Linked DNA regions of Danio rerio: region 1 is linked to region 2. The links are chromatin contacts, called in public HiChIP or PLAC-seq maps. All regions are on one chromosome and are shown on one strand. Each heading gives the region's core, a stretch centred on a gene start, on an enhancer-like site or on the middle of the called end of the contact. The rest is flanking DNA. Distances are from core to core; before and after follow the strand shown.

Region 1 (6,844 bases), core at 2,895-5,394, 160 kb after region 2:
CCATCACTGGGAAACCCATACACACTGATTTGCGCAAACACAAATACAGCCTGTATTTTGCCTACCCAAATTAAAAAGCTTCCCAAAACCACATGCAGAGGTGTAAATGCAAAATTTTGGTATTATTTTCAAGAAATCTCTTTGAATTTTAATAAAACAATGTTGAAAGTGATTAAAATAATTGCATATATTGTCTGTGTTATAATAAACCCATCCAAAAAAGAAGCGCCATTTTTGTTAACGCAAATTTGAAAGTCAACCTTTTAGGTTCTGTGTGGTCTAGGTTGCTGTAATTAATTTTGATGGTTCCTGCATATGTCAGTAAACATAGGAAAAAAGAAAAATGTCTCTATCATCATAATCTATCCAAAAGTTACTCTATTCCAACTGATGATGAGAGAACGGAAACACTTATGGGGGTATTGGGCCAGTACGGTCCTTTAAAATTTAAAGAATGCAGAAGTAAATGACGTCACGGACTCGGTACCGAGTACGCAGAGTTAATTTAAATATAAATAAAATTGGGGGGGAAAAAAATGAAATTCTGGCCAATTCTGCTAACTCAACAACTATATTGAGGCCAATAAATACACATCTTGATATATAAACTGGGTATTTACATTCACAGTAACAAAATAATACTACGAAAGTCAATCAAGGCTACCAGTTTTCAAATTTCTTCAAAATATCTTCTTTGTGTTCAACATAAGAAACAAGCTTAAACAGGTTTGGAATTAGTAAATGATGACAGATTTTTTTTTTTTGGTCAAATAACCTTTAAAATTTGTTCATATAATTATTGACAGTTTCAATGTTGCCATAGGAGTTCATTGTAAGAGGTGGAAGCTAGACTTGATTTTTGAGTGTTCTTGTTCCTGCTGCTGAAACATGAATGTGCATAAATTAAAATTCATTCAGGACCCCTGCTTCCACACTTCATTGGAAAATTGAAAACATAACTGACTGTCAAACTCACCGATGTACCAATAGAGCCAAACATGAGACGCCAACATTTTACTGCACATCTGTGAATCTGATCCTGAAATCAAACTTAGCAGGCATCCCGTCTCAGTTCAAATCAAAGGCCATGGTAAACTGTATTTGGAAGACACTGATACCAGGACATGAGGGATTCCTCTGTTATGTGATCCTCTCTGGCAATCCTCTCATTGTAGAGGCATCCACAATCAACTGATCCAACTTCATCACAGGGGAACACTAAGAGGTCGCATTACATCCCAAAACCAGACTATACTTCTGCTTTGCTCTCAGCATATAAGCTCCTCAACACGTGGACTACCGTCTGCTTGTGCTCTCAGAAACTGTAAAACGTTTATATTGTGTTGTTATCCTCAAAAAAAAAAGCAGCCAACAGCCACATAAAAACCATTTGCCAGATTTATTTACTCGCATTAATTCGTTTGGGCTAATCTCCTAACCTCATCTTACTTTGGTGCGCGTTGTGTTGATTTAAGCAGACGCAACACCTCCATGAGGCTAAACGTTCTCAGGAGAACCACTCAAAGGAAGACGCAATTATAAAAAGCCACTGATAACTTGTTTCCCTCAGAGTCTATGGAAGGGAATTCAATACCACATTGTTTTCGATCAACTATAACACACCGGAAAAGCCTGTGTTTTAACAGCATTAGGCTTTAGATGGCGACCACAACAACTCAAAATGTGTCAGGAGCGCTTGGGAAAAGTGCCAGGCTGGAGGAGAAGATATTGATTTACTGGGCAGACTCCCTGAGATTTTTAGTGAGTAAAATAAATCTTAATTAGAAGCACTCCGAAATTGAAAGAGGAAATCAACTGAGACACGATAAATTCCTCAAGATATGCTACAGACATATGCTTCCGTTACAAACAGCAAATCTGAAATAACTCTATTATTTACAATTGACTTAAAACACACTTTTTATACCAAGTCATAAATGAAGTAAAATGAAGTCAATTAGTACAGAGACCCTTACTACTAGCAACACTTCTTGAAATACCTTTAAAGCAAATGGTTATATGAAGACAACAAACATCCAGGTGCTGTTCACACTGCTGAAAGCAACATTTGGATAAGAATGTAAACATGTGCTGCTAATTTGCTTCTTAATAACAAAATACATGAACAACAAAAATGGAAACAGCGTTCTCTAAAAGCATCTGATTTTAGCAATAATGTTGACAGATGACAAATAAATTTACACAGCTACAGTATGAAGCACATGATTATTAAGTTCTATCAAGTATAATGGAGAATCCAGACTATAGATCTGGCTTTGTGAGACTATATTTTGAATAAAACCCCTTTCTTGGCATGACAGAAAAGTACAGAAAGACTCTTTCAACATTATCTTTTATTTTAAGCATTCGTTTCATGTGTCAGAATCGAAGAGGTGATGTACATGTCACATCCTTTTGATTATCCCAGCAGAAATGCTCAGTCTTTCACATAAAAAGTTGTCAATAGGCATTCAAAACAACCTAAGAAGTCAAAGAGTTTTTTTTTAATTATTAAAATCTGTGGAATAGACTGCAATTCTTGTCTACAGCCATTTTAAATGTTTGTTTGTTTTTGTAGCATCCACAATGACTTTTCACATAGAAAACCATCCACACACCTAACCAGTACAATATTGTTATGTGAAAGGCGGGGAGGACATACATTTATAACTAAAGAGAGTCTAAAATCATCAAAAACACTACCTTATTATACATTATCTGAGCATAAGAAATACTAAAATTCCATACCACCATAAACAGCAAGTAAGGCAAAGCCAGTTCACAGTGCATTGATTTAAGGTTCAGTGGCATTAAATAATTTGATCCGCTTATTGAGGCTCCAGCACAAGCATTAAGACTGTTTGCTCTGATGCTTAGGAAAATAACTGTGTGCAAGTACAGTGCATTCATGTTAAACACATTGTTGCTTAATACTGTACCACAAAGAGACGGCCAGCAGGTTGGAAACAGTATAAGATTCTCAGAAAGGAACTGGCAACCATACATAATTTTCATATTCAGAACGCTCTTAAAAATAAATTTGACATGCATGAAAAACCTTTTCACATCCAAAAATTATTTCAGTTTCATAAAAGGTTCTTCATTCTTTATGTTATTATTTGGCCCTTCCAGGTTTATTTTTATATTGCTATGAATATATATAATAATAAAGATTTAAATAGATTTTTAATTTATATTACAGTAATTTATTTAGATTTGTTGATTCTTTTCCAGAAAATGACACTGGTCAAATGTTTTCATTTGTTGTGATCGGAAATAGAGATGTTTACAAAATAAGACAAAAAAATATTGTTTTACTCAAAAACAACTGGCCTATATTGCCATTTTGAGCACTATATATAAATATAATTTAGTTTTGCTAACCAATTGCCATTATCTGAAAAAAAATCTTCAAAATGACAGTAGATATATTTGAAAATAAGAAGAAATATTAACAGACCTTTATAGCTTCAAAATATATAAATGTTTTACTCAAACCCCCACCTAAATCCTGTGAATCTAGATAAACTGAGAATTGTCAAGCAGTCTCCTAATTTTTCATCCATAAATAATACTAATAACAATACAACTACTACTAATAATAAAAAATATTAGAAGTAGTAGATTTAAACAAAATATATTAATTTCATCAGCAGAAACGCCGCAGTTGATTCCGCTGTCAAAACAAAAACATCCTTCATCCAGTCACATTCACAGCCAATCGCCTTACCTTTTTCTTGGCAAGAAGAAAGGATCTCTTCCTCCTTTGGATTTGCTACCTGGGTAATGATGGACGTGTTGTCCATGGAAACGGGATTTTATTCCTCCTCGGTCACTTATGTTTTGATAATTTTCGGCTAGCCTGATGCTAGCGAGCTAGCGTGTGAGTCCAGATGGCAGACGCACCATACATGCATTCACCGCACACGATCCTCCAGCACCGCATCCAAATAAACACACACACGCACGCACACACGCACACACACCGCACAAACAGCAGATCCTCCTGTCAGACCGCAGAAACTAGCAACAGTTCAGCCTTCATGTCCTGTGAGGTCTATGGAGATCAGTGACAGTGTGTAATAACAAAGAGTCTGATCTGCAGCCGCTCTTTTCTCTCCCCGTATGTGTGTGTGTGTGTGTGTGTGTGTGCGCGCGCACACACAAACTAATGTGACCGTGTGAAACTGGGATTTGCAACAATGTAGCCTACTGTGGTAACAACTACAGTGAGAATGACCTGCTTTTGGAAAGACATTGTTGATGTTAAAAACACGGGGGGAATTAAGGTAAGGCACTGCAGGTGAGTATGGTAAAAAATAAAATAAAATCAAATAGGCCTAATTAAAAATAAATAAAATAATAATAATAATAATGATAATATAGGTTAATCAGTCAGATGATGTATAACAATATTCCCAAATAACCTTCAAATTATAGACATAAGTAAATCTTTAAAGTTTGGTGTATGTATATATTTATACGTACAAATTAAATTATACAAAATGTAAAAGTGAATTTTGGATGTTTTGTTTAAACCAGGAAAAATGAGAGAGAGAGAGAGAGAGAGAGAGAGAGAGAAAGAGGTCTTAGATTAATTCATTGTGATATTGTGTTATTGAAGTTTACATTACTTGGTGATCATAGTTTTACTTAATATCAGCTAAGCTGTCAGAAGAAGCAGAGGCAAACAATAAATTTCATGACAATATTCTAATTTAGGATGTCACGATGGCACAGTGGGTAGCACGATCGCTTCACAGCAAGAAGGTCACTGGTTCGAGTGGGTCAGTTCAGTTGTCATTTCTGTGTGGATGTTCTTCTCCTGTTCACATGGGTTTCCTCGGGTAAGCTAAATTGTCTGAAGTGTATGGGTGTGAATGAGTGTGTATGGGTGTTTCCTATTGTTGGGTTGCAGCTGGAAGGGCATCCGCTGCGTAAAACAGATGCTGAAAAAGTTGGCGGTTCATTCCACTGTGGCGACCCCAGATTAACAATACTGTAGGACTAACCTGAAAAGAAAATGAATGAATGAATAAATGAATTAAACTATTTTAATTAATCCCTTATGCATGTTTTCTACAAAAGTAACAATTAAATGTTTTAATTAAACAAAAATAATAATAATATTACATTATTTCTAAAAACAACAACGTAATATGCTCTACAAAAAATAAACATCTTGAATTTTTTTAAACAAATAATATACAAAATATATAATTAAATCATATTTCTATTTCATTATTTAAAAACATTGTGCAATGTATGCCCTGCAACACACACAAACACACACACACACACACACACACACACACACACACACACACACACACACACACACATCAGTTTTCATTTTGTTTTCTATACAAAAGAATATTTAAATTATTCATTCATTCCTTCATTTTCTTTTTGGCTTAGTCCCTTTATTAATCCGGGGAAAATACTTCTAAAATATATAAAATAAAATTTCACATTAAACTGTTTAATTACTCCCAGGTTTGTTTGTATTTTTTTAACTGGCTTTTAAAATATTTGCAGTATATGTTACCAGTTTTCTTAGTTGCTTAATCTGTAAACATCAGATATGACGAATAAAAAAAATCTTAAAGATAAAAGCATAAAGTACACATCTGTGGTTTAAAGGGAAATGCTTTTGCCGAGATACTAAGAGAATTCGCAGTGATTTCAGAAATCTTTTAATGACAGAGAGAAAGAGAGAGTGAAAAAGAAAGAGGTGGGAGGGTTATTGAATATTTTATGAAGGTGGGTGTTTGATCTTAATGTTTAATAAGGCTGGCTGTGTGATGCAATCGTCACTTCGGATGGTTTTACAGCTTTTTTAAATACTCTTATCACATTTTTATAGCCTTTGTACTCATCATGCAATATTAATAAAAGCGATTATGTAAATATAAATGAAAACATTTCAACAGTCAATAAAACAAATAACATTTTGTGTGTGTTGGTCTTATGTAGAGTTGTTAAGTGTGTTAAATGTGTTGACAGTGTTTACATTCTGGCGAATGGCTTTAGTGTAAATAAAAAATGGATTTACTAAATAGTTTTTCCATGGTTGTTGTAACAAGGCAATATTTAAATGTGTGCTTATACTGACATCTGGTGGCTAAATAGTAAATTGTTAGTTTTGTTATTTTATTATTATTTTTTTTAAACTTTAGTCAATATTCAAGCCTTGACAAGTGCATTTTGGAATTAGTTTTAATTTATTTATTTATTTATGTATTTACAGTTGATGCCTCATATTCTAAAACATTTGGCTGACTATCAAGTCCTGGTTAAAAAACCTGGTTCGGAGGTGATAATAAATAAAGGCTCAACTGAAGTGAGTTCGATTAATTTAGTAGATGCTTACACCAGATTTACACAAATTATGAACACTTAAAAACAAACATTTCACCTGAAGACATTAATTTATTATGTTATGTTATGTTATGTTATGTTATGTTATGTTATGTTATGTTATGTTATGTTATGTTATGTTATGTTATGTTATGTTATGTTATTTTATGGGCAATGCAGTGGCGCAGTAGGTAGTGCTGTTGGCTCACAGCAAGAGGGTCGCTGGTTTGAACCTCAGCCTGCGTAAAAATGTGCTGGATAAGTTGGCAGTTCATTCCACTGAAGCGACCTCAGATTAATAAAGCGACTAAGCCGACAAGAAAATGAATATTATATTATATTATATTATATTATATTATATTATATTATATTATATTATATTATATTATATTATATTATATTATATTATATTATACATTTTAGTGTAAGGAAAAGCAGTCTTAGTCTTTGACTTAGTCTTAGTGAAGAACTTGGCAGCTTCTAT
Region 2 (6,602 bases), core at 1,501-4,000:
AATAGAGCACCTGACAATACTCACTTCACTTCATTTCACTTCACTGGAGTACCAATGTTAAATTGACATAACCTCTAAAAACTGAATTAAAAAAATAACCTTCTAATCATACTAAGCTTCAAATATAGTCTAAATTGTACACTTCAAACAATAAAAATACAGTGTTTTAATAATTAATTACTAAATTGTTGTTTTTGATACATGTTGTGTGTGTTTTTAAGATGATTTGCTTGTTTATTTGGACATATACACTACCAGTCAAATTCTGTAATAATAATAAAAATAATAATAATAATAATGATAATAATAAGAATAATAATACAATTAATTACATTGATTTCTGGAAGATCATGAGACTCTAAAGACTGAAGTAATGAAGCTGAAAATGCATCATTAAAATCACTGGAATTAATAGTTAAATTACATGATAAACTACTTTTGAACAGTTATTCTATAGTTCAATAACATTTCACAATTTCAACAATTTGTATTGTATTTTTGATGAAATGAATGCAGCCTTGGTGAGCAGGAGAAGCTTATTTTAAAACATTTAAAAATCCTACTGACCCCAAACTTTTGACTGGTACTGTATGTGTACTCTACAGACAAACTCTCTCTCTCTCACACACACATTAGATGACACATATGCTATTTCTGTTTGAAATGAAAATTAAAATAAAATGTACAAAAGTTCTTCTATTTATTTTTTCATATCAAAATTCAAAACTGAACACTTGTGAAAAAATAACAGAATTGGAGGGAAACAATGTTTAATCATTATTCAGACATTTATTTAAATATAACCACATACTTTTTCTGGATAAATTAATTATTTGATTTTAATACATTTCTTGTAAACAACTGGATAAATTCCAAATGGTTTAAAGAAAGGTGACAAAATGGATTATAATTTTAAATATTGTATAAACTGTTATACTTAATTATATATTAGTGGCCTCTGTAAATCATGGTAAAATTATTATTATTATATTATTATTATCACTATTATTACAAATGCTCAAATTACAATTTCTAATGTACAACACTTGAAGATATACAAAACAATAGTTGCATGAAAACCACTTTGTTTTAACATTTACTGTATAATTCTGTATATGACTGTACTTAAAAACACATTTAAAAAACTTGACATACTGCTTTGCATGCTTGCTAGCTACACATGCCCCCATCAACATGAACAACATGCAACCTCTATTTTAGTGAAATAAACAATGTATTGGCTTACCACAGGAATTCAATCTGAACTCTGAATGCAAACCGCAAACATCACACTTACGTTACACCCCTGATAAGATAATGTGCTTCTTTCTGCAGACGTTTCAGATTAGGGACCAATATTTTTTAGCAATTCTGTCTTTGCGGCATATTTTCATAAGGAATTTTTTTAACATAACTGAAGTTGAATCAAGTTAATTCTGCAAATTACTCCGAATAAGATTCGTTTCTTAAATATGATACATCCAGTTGAAATGAATATAGGGTGGAAACCAATGAGACTTTTCAGGACATCATCATTAGCTGGGAGCAGACTTGATAGACCGGTGTTGCTGTGGTGGGTGTGTTGGTGAATTTTCGGTGCACTCCTCTGGATAACAGGCGGGTCCACACAGCGCATGAAACTGTCCTCCTGACAGTGTGTGAATGGTTTGTTTTTACCCAACCCAGTCAGGCGAGCACCACTTGATTCTGGGTGTCTGTCTGCGGGACGTGAAACGTCTTTAGCAACTGGGATATAGGCTGTTTTTACTAAAAGAAAAGTAAAGGGAATTATGGAGCTCAACGGAAAACCCAAGTCAATCGGTAAGTTTTGTATTGTTGTGCTAATAATGAGTAAGTAGTGAACGTATTTGATTTGAAGTATTGGGGTCTCGAAACGCTGATTTCATTTGCTTCTCTGTAGTTTTGTAGGTTAAACGGTTTTATTTAGCCTAGATCTGAAATGTAAATTGAGTAGCCTATGTAAATTTTGCAAAATTTTTGCGAAAACAATTTTTTCCTGGGATGTGTCCGTGGCATCATTGGAATAACATTTTGAGAACTTGAGAATTGCCATGTAGTCAAAGACAGAATTGAGAGTCCATTCATAATAAAACCTTATTAAACAGGCAACTTGCAAACAAACAAACAAACTTATGTTCCTTACAACATTTTCGGACACTTTAGCAAATTTCTTTTGCAGTCTGGATGCAGGCATGCAGTTGATCAGTGTCATGTGAGGATTTAACCAGAAGAAGGCGCGCCATCCCTATAGTTTGTGACGTTTGATGAAGTTTTATTATCTAATGATTAACCCCCTGTCGTGGAATAACTAATTGGTTTGCTGTTGGTCAGCATGCCTGTCTTTTAAAGAGCAGATAATTTAGCAAGAATTTGCTATAGGAGTCGAACGAAATTGAATCGTTTATTTAAACGTTTTGTTCCAAAGGTTCATCTACAGGAGGCGAAACCTTTGTAGACCACAATGTTACAAAGTTAAACCTTTGTCGGGAAGGATATTTTAGTTTCTTTTAAAGCGGTAAGAAAACATGATAGTCGATACAAATGTTACATACGTTTCTCTTGTTATTATGTCGTTGTTTTCTCTAAATACCACGGTGCTCGAGTCATAACATGTCCAACCGTTTTGCTGCGGAATGAGACGTACAGCAAGTGAGTCAAGATCGGTATGGTTTGGATCCCGCCCATAGAAAAAAAAAAACACAAACGTCATGGTTTTCTCCCGTCATGGTATTTTTCTAGTTAATGGAAATCGAATACGGGCTTTCGTGAAGGATTACGGCAATGTCTTGTCCATTTAAACCTCTCAAAAGGACGAAATCAGAGGAATTCATTTATCAGGAGAAGTCCAAGAACGTGTCAAAAGAGAATGGCAAGCGCATAGGTGGGTGCAGTTTTTAAGTCGGCCGATTCTGCAGTATCACTGTGCTGCTGACTTTCGTGACACTAATCCCAAAGAGTAAAGTGTGTACAGCACCAAAACATGGCATAGACTAGCTGTCGTTTTTTAGTTTTGTCAAACAATGGAACATCATTTAAGCAGTCTGAGCGTCTAGCTAAAGTTAAAGAGCTGTCTAGCTATTCATAAATGCCGTGGAAAGTAGTAGAAAAGCTCACAGTCCATTTATAAATGTTATAAGTAATGTTAAATGTAATAGAAAAGCTCACTATCTGTGTAAAATTAAGAAAAGAGCTCATTGTGAACATATATGATGTAAAGAATAAGAAAAGGGTTTACTGTGTACATGTTGTAAATGGTGTAAAATGTAACAAGTTACTACGTTTTTATATGCTGTCAGTGTGTACTGTCCACATATAAATGTTGTATGTGTAAAATGTAGATGAAAAACAGCTCACTGTCTGTTTATATATTCAACAGTGTAAAATTTAAAAGAAAATCTTACTGTCCATTTAAAAATGTATTAAAGAGTGTAAAAAGTAAGACGTACTGTAAATGTTGTAAAGAGTGTAGAAAGTAAGAGAAGAGCTCTTACTCCACCTATAAATGCTGTAAAAAGTGTAAAAAAATCAGAGAAGGGTTTACCATCATCAACATGTTCATGGGGAAAGGTTTACTGTTCACATTTGAATATTGTAACCAGTATAACACTTAAGAAAGGTTTAATGTCCACTTACAGTCTGCTCTAAATGTGAAAAAAAATGCAGAAAATGGCTCACTGACCCTTTATAACGCTGTAAATGGTGTAAAAGGTCATTAAGTGGTTATTCACTGTTGATAAAATAGTAATAAAAGCAGAAGTAGCATATGAAAAAGTGCAGTGCTTGGTTTTAAAAAAGAACAGTTTATTGCACAGAGTAAATATAGTTTATTGTGTAGAGTCAACCAAATCAGTGGGTGTAGTACAGTGGCAAATCAGATTTTGTTTGGTGTAAGAAGCTTCACTAAAGAGAAGAACTGATTTAAACACTGCATGGATATACTGAAGTTAGCTTTTAAGAGAAAGACATTATTTCGTAAGGATTGTACCGTTCTTCTTTTTGTTGTTTTGCTTTATGGTGGTAAATTAAATTTCACTAAAATATATCATACTTTATTATTTTGTGTATATTTTTATTATTTTATTTTTTTTTAAATATTGTAGGGTTATGACATTATACCAAGTAAGAATGAGCAGTTTTTGGGGTTGACTGGAGTTTAACTGTACATCTTTTGGCAACCTTTCAACGATGCAACGTTGCAAAAAAAAAAAAAAAAAAAAAACATAATAATAAAAAAATACTAATTAATGGAATTAAATTAAATGGAAGAGAATGAAAAGATTATCAAAACAGCTACAAAATCATAACTACAACTATCATATATTTCCCACTTCTTTACTATGCCTTAAAACTAAATACATTTGAATTACTGTTTTCATATATTTTGATAATCACAACGAAGCACCTTCATGTAATTTTAAATATAACTTTCATTTGATCCAAAAGAAAACTGAAGCATTGAATTTTGTTATATATTTGCCATTTAAACATGCTTACATGCATAGTAATGTTCAAACATATGTATGCAGTGCATATGTCGTACCTTTATTCAGACTAGCAGAGCTGCTGGAAGAGAAATGAACTTATAATGGCAACATAATTATGACTAATGTGTAATAAGATATGATTTTGAGGAAACAAGACCAAAAGTTGTCTGTCAGGTTAAATAAGGATTAAAAATATCAAAAATAGTTCATTAAGTTCTGCAAGTTTTTTGAAGCTGTATTTAGGTTTGAGTGAGGATCGGACTTCGCTATTGTTATTATGAAAATCTTACTTGACTGTAGCAGTGGAATCAATGGTGCATCAAGCATCAAATGCAATGCAGCAGCATTATTTATAAAACTATGATCAATTAGCCAATTACTTAACAACATATGTGTTTATTTTAAGCATAACGTATTAAGCAAAGTTAATCAAGTTTCATTGTAATTGTTTTATTAGCTTAAGTTAAAATTTTACAGCAACCATGTATTTTTTACAGTTAATGTGTCTTGTTTCAATCTTTAAGTCTGAGAAAAACTGACTGACTGATCATAATTCTTTTACCATGTATTTTCAGTGTAACAGCTGATATATTTTTAAAAAGTCATCATATTGTATACATATTTAGAGCCAGGATAATTTGATGACACTTTTTTTAATGATTAGAATGTAGCCCTGTAATACTATTCATAGTCTGTAAAAATCTTAATGCCACTTTATTTCATCAAATAAACCAATAACCTTAATTCTTTAAAATGTTAGTCAGAATAAGTATGTTGTTTAATTTTAGATTAAAAAATGTCATGCAGTATGAAGATGTAACATTATTTCATTAACATTTTGACTTTTCAATTTGCTACTTTTAAAGTAAACACCTTATTTGCAATTCATTATGCATTTTAAATTAAGGGTGAAAGGGCTAAAAATAAGATGGTGTAAATTTAAAAGCATTAAATTGACACCATCTTATTTTTAGCCCCTTCACCCTTAATTCTAATACTGTACAGGACGAGCACCTTGTGCATTCTGCTTTAAATAACTTCTATTGTGTTTAATGGAAGAATGGAAAACAATCAGGTTTCAAACTTAAGAAAAGATAAGAAGAAGACGACTCTTGGCATATTTTTAGTTGTTACGCACTTGCGGAGTTGCATAACTTCTGCAGTCAGCTGTCTTTGACATGACTCACAAACTTGTTATGGTTTTAAAATCATACTGCTGCTTTTGTGCAGATTTTGTTTTTGGAATAGGAAATTGCAGAATTAATTCATTCATTTATCTTTGGCTTAGTCCACTATTTATCAGAGGTTGCCACGATGGAATGAAACGCCAACTATTCCAGCATATGTTTTATGCAGCAGATGCCCTTCCAGCCGCAACCCAGTGCTGGAGAAAAATACAGAATTTATGAAACATATTGTTAATTAATCCTAAAATCTGTGCAAATTTAAGGGCCAGATTTTCAAAATATGTAACATTAATTATGAAAGTCAATCGTCAACAGTTTAGCTGCTAATATTTTTATAAAAATCTTCTTTTTCCATGTGTTGGAAATTTCTCTGGCTTTAATTGTTCAACAATGGCACATCCAAAATTCCACATCTGGCTCTAATTTCATCAAAGGTCACAGAAATTAGATATCCGGAGAGTATTTTTTGAACTTAGCAACATCTACACATTTGCATGCTAAGTAACTCTGGATTTTGATTTGAATGTAGAGCTTAAAGCTTGATTCTCATATTTTCCCTAATGCTTAATCCCACAGAAATACTAGTATCAAAATAAAACGGAGTAAACTCGGAATAAACTGTTCTGAATAAACACAGGCAATCATCCCAGCACAGAAAATGTTTTCTGCCCGTTTCAAAGTAGGCAGACTCTCAACTCAAATCATAAACAGCCTCTGTGGCAAAACAGCTTGTGAAAAAATGTCTGCAATGTTGTGGTTTTGCTCACACCCTTGGATCATAGAAGTTGAAAAATATTCATAATTCAGCTGTTGGGCCAATTAAAGTCGCAGTGTTAAAGGGTCATGACACTCCCCACTTTCGGTTCAGGTCTACCTCAGAATTTTTTCAAAACATGCATCATAATTGGCG

Evidence for each region. HiChIP or PLAC-seq counts read pairs in DNA pulled down with a chosen protein or histone mark.
Region 1: an H3K4me3 HiChIP or PLAC-seq map of gastrula embryo shows a contact between it and region 2, with 4 times the contacts expected there. The contact joins the promoter of ctdspla here to the promoter of plcd1a in region 2. A contact is called at or near these places in 2 of 18 Hi-C or Micro-C datasets (hematopoietic stem cells and an unstated tissue) and 2 of 4 datasets of contacts at active chromatin or transcription factors (embryo and gastrula embryo).

What each region holds. Positions count from the first base shown.
Region 1 is chr24:24,400,085-24,406,928 of GRCz12tu, forward strand. It overlaps ctdspla (CTD (carboxy-terminal domain, RNA polymerase II, polypeptide A) small phosphatase-like a), which reads right to left and starts at 4,145. Exons shown (of 7, transcript NM_001045447.2): 1 at 3,731-4,145. The coding sequence starts at 3,806.
Region 2 is chr24:24,242,697-24,249,298 of GRCz12tu, forward strand. plcd1a (phospholipase C, delta 1a) reads left to right here and starts at 2,751. Exons shown (of 15, transcript NM_001109700.1): 1 at 2,751-2,902. The coding sequence starts at 2,803.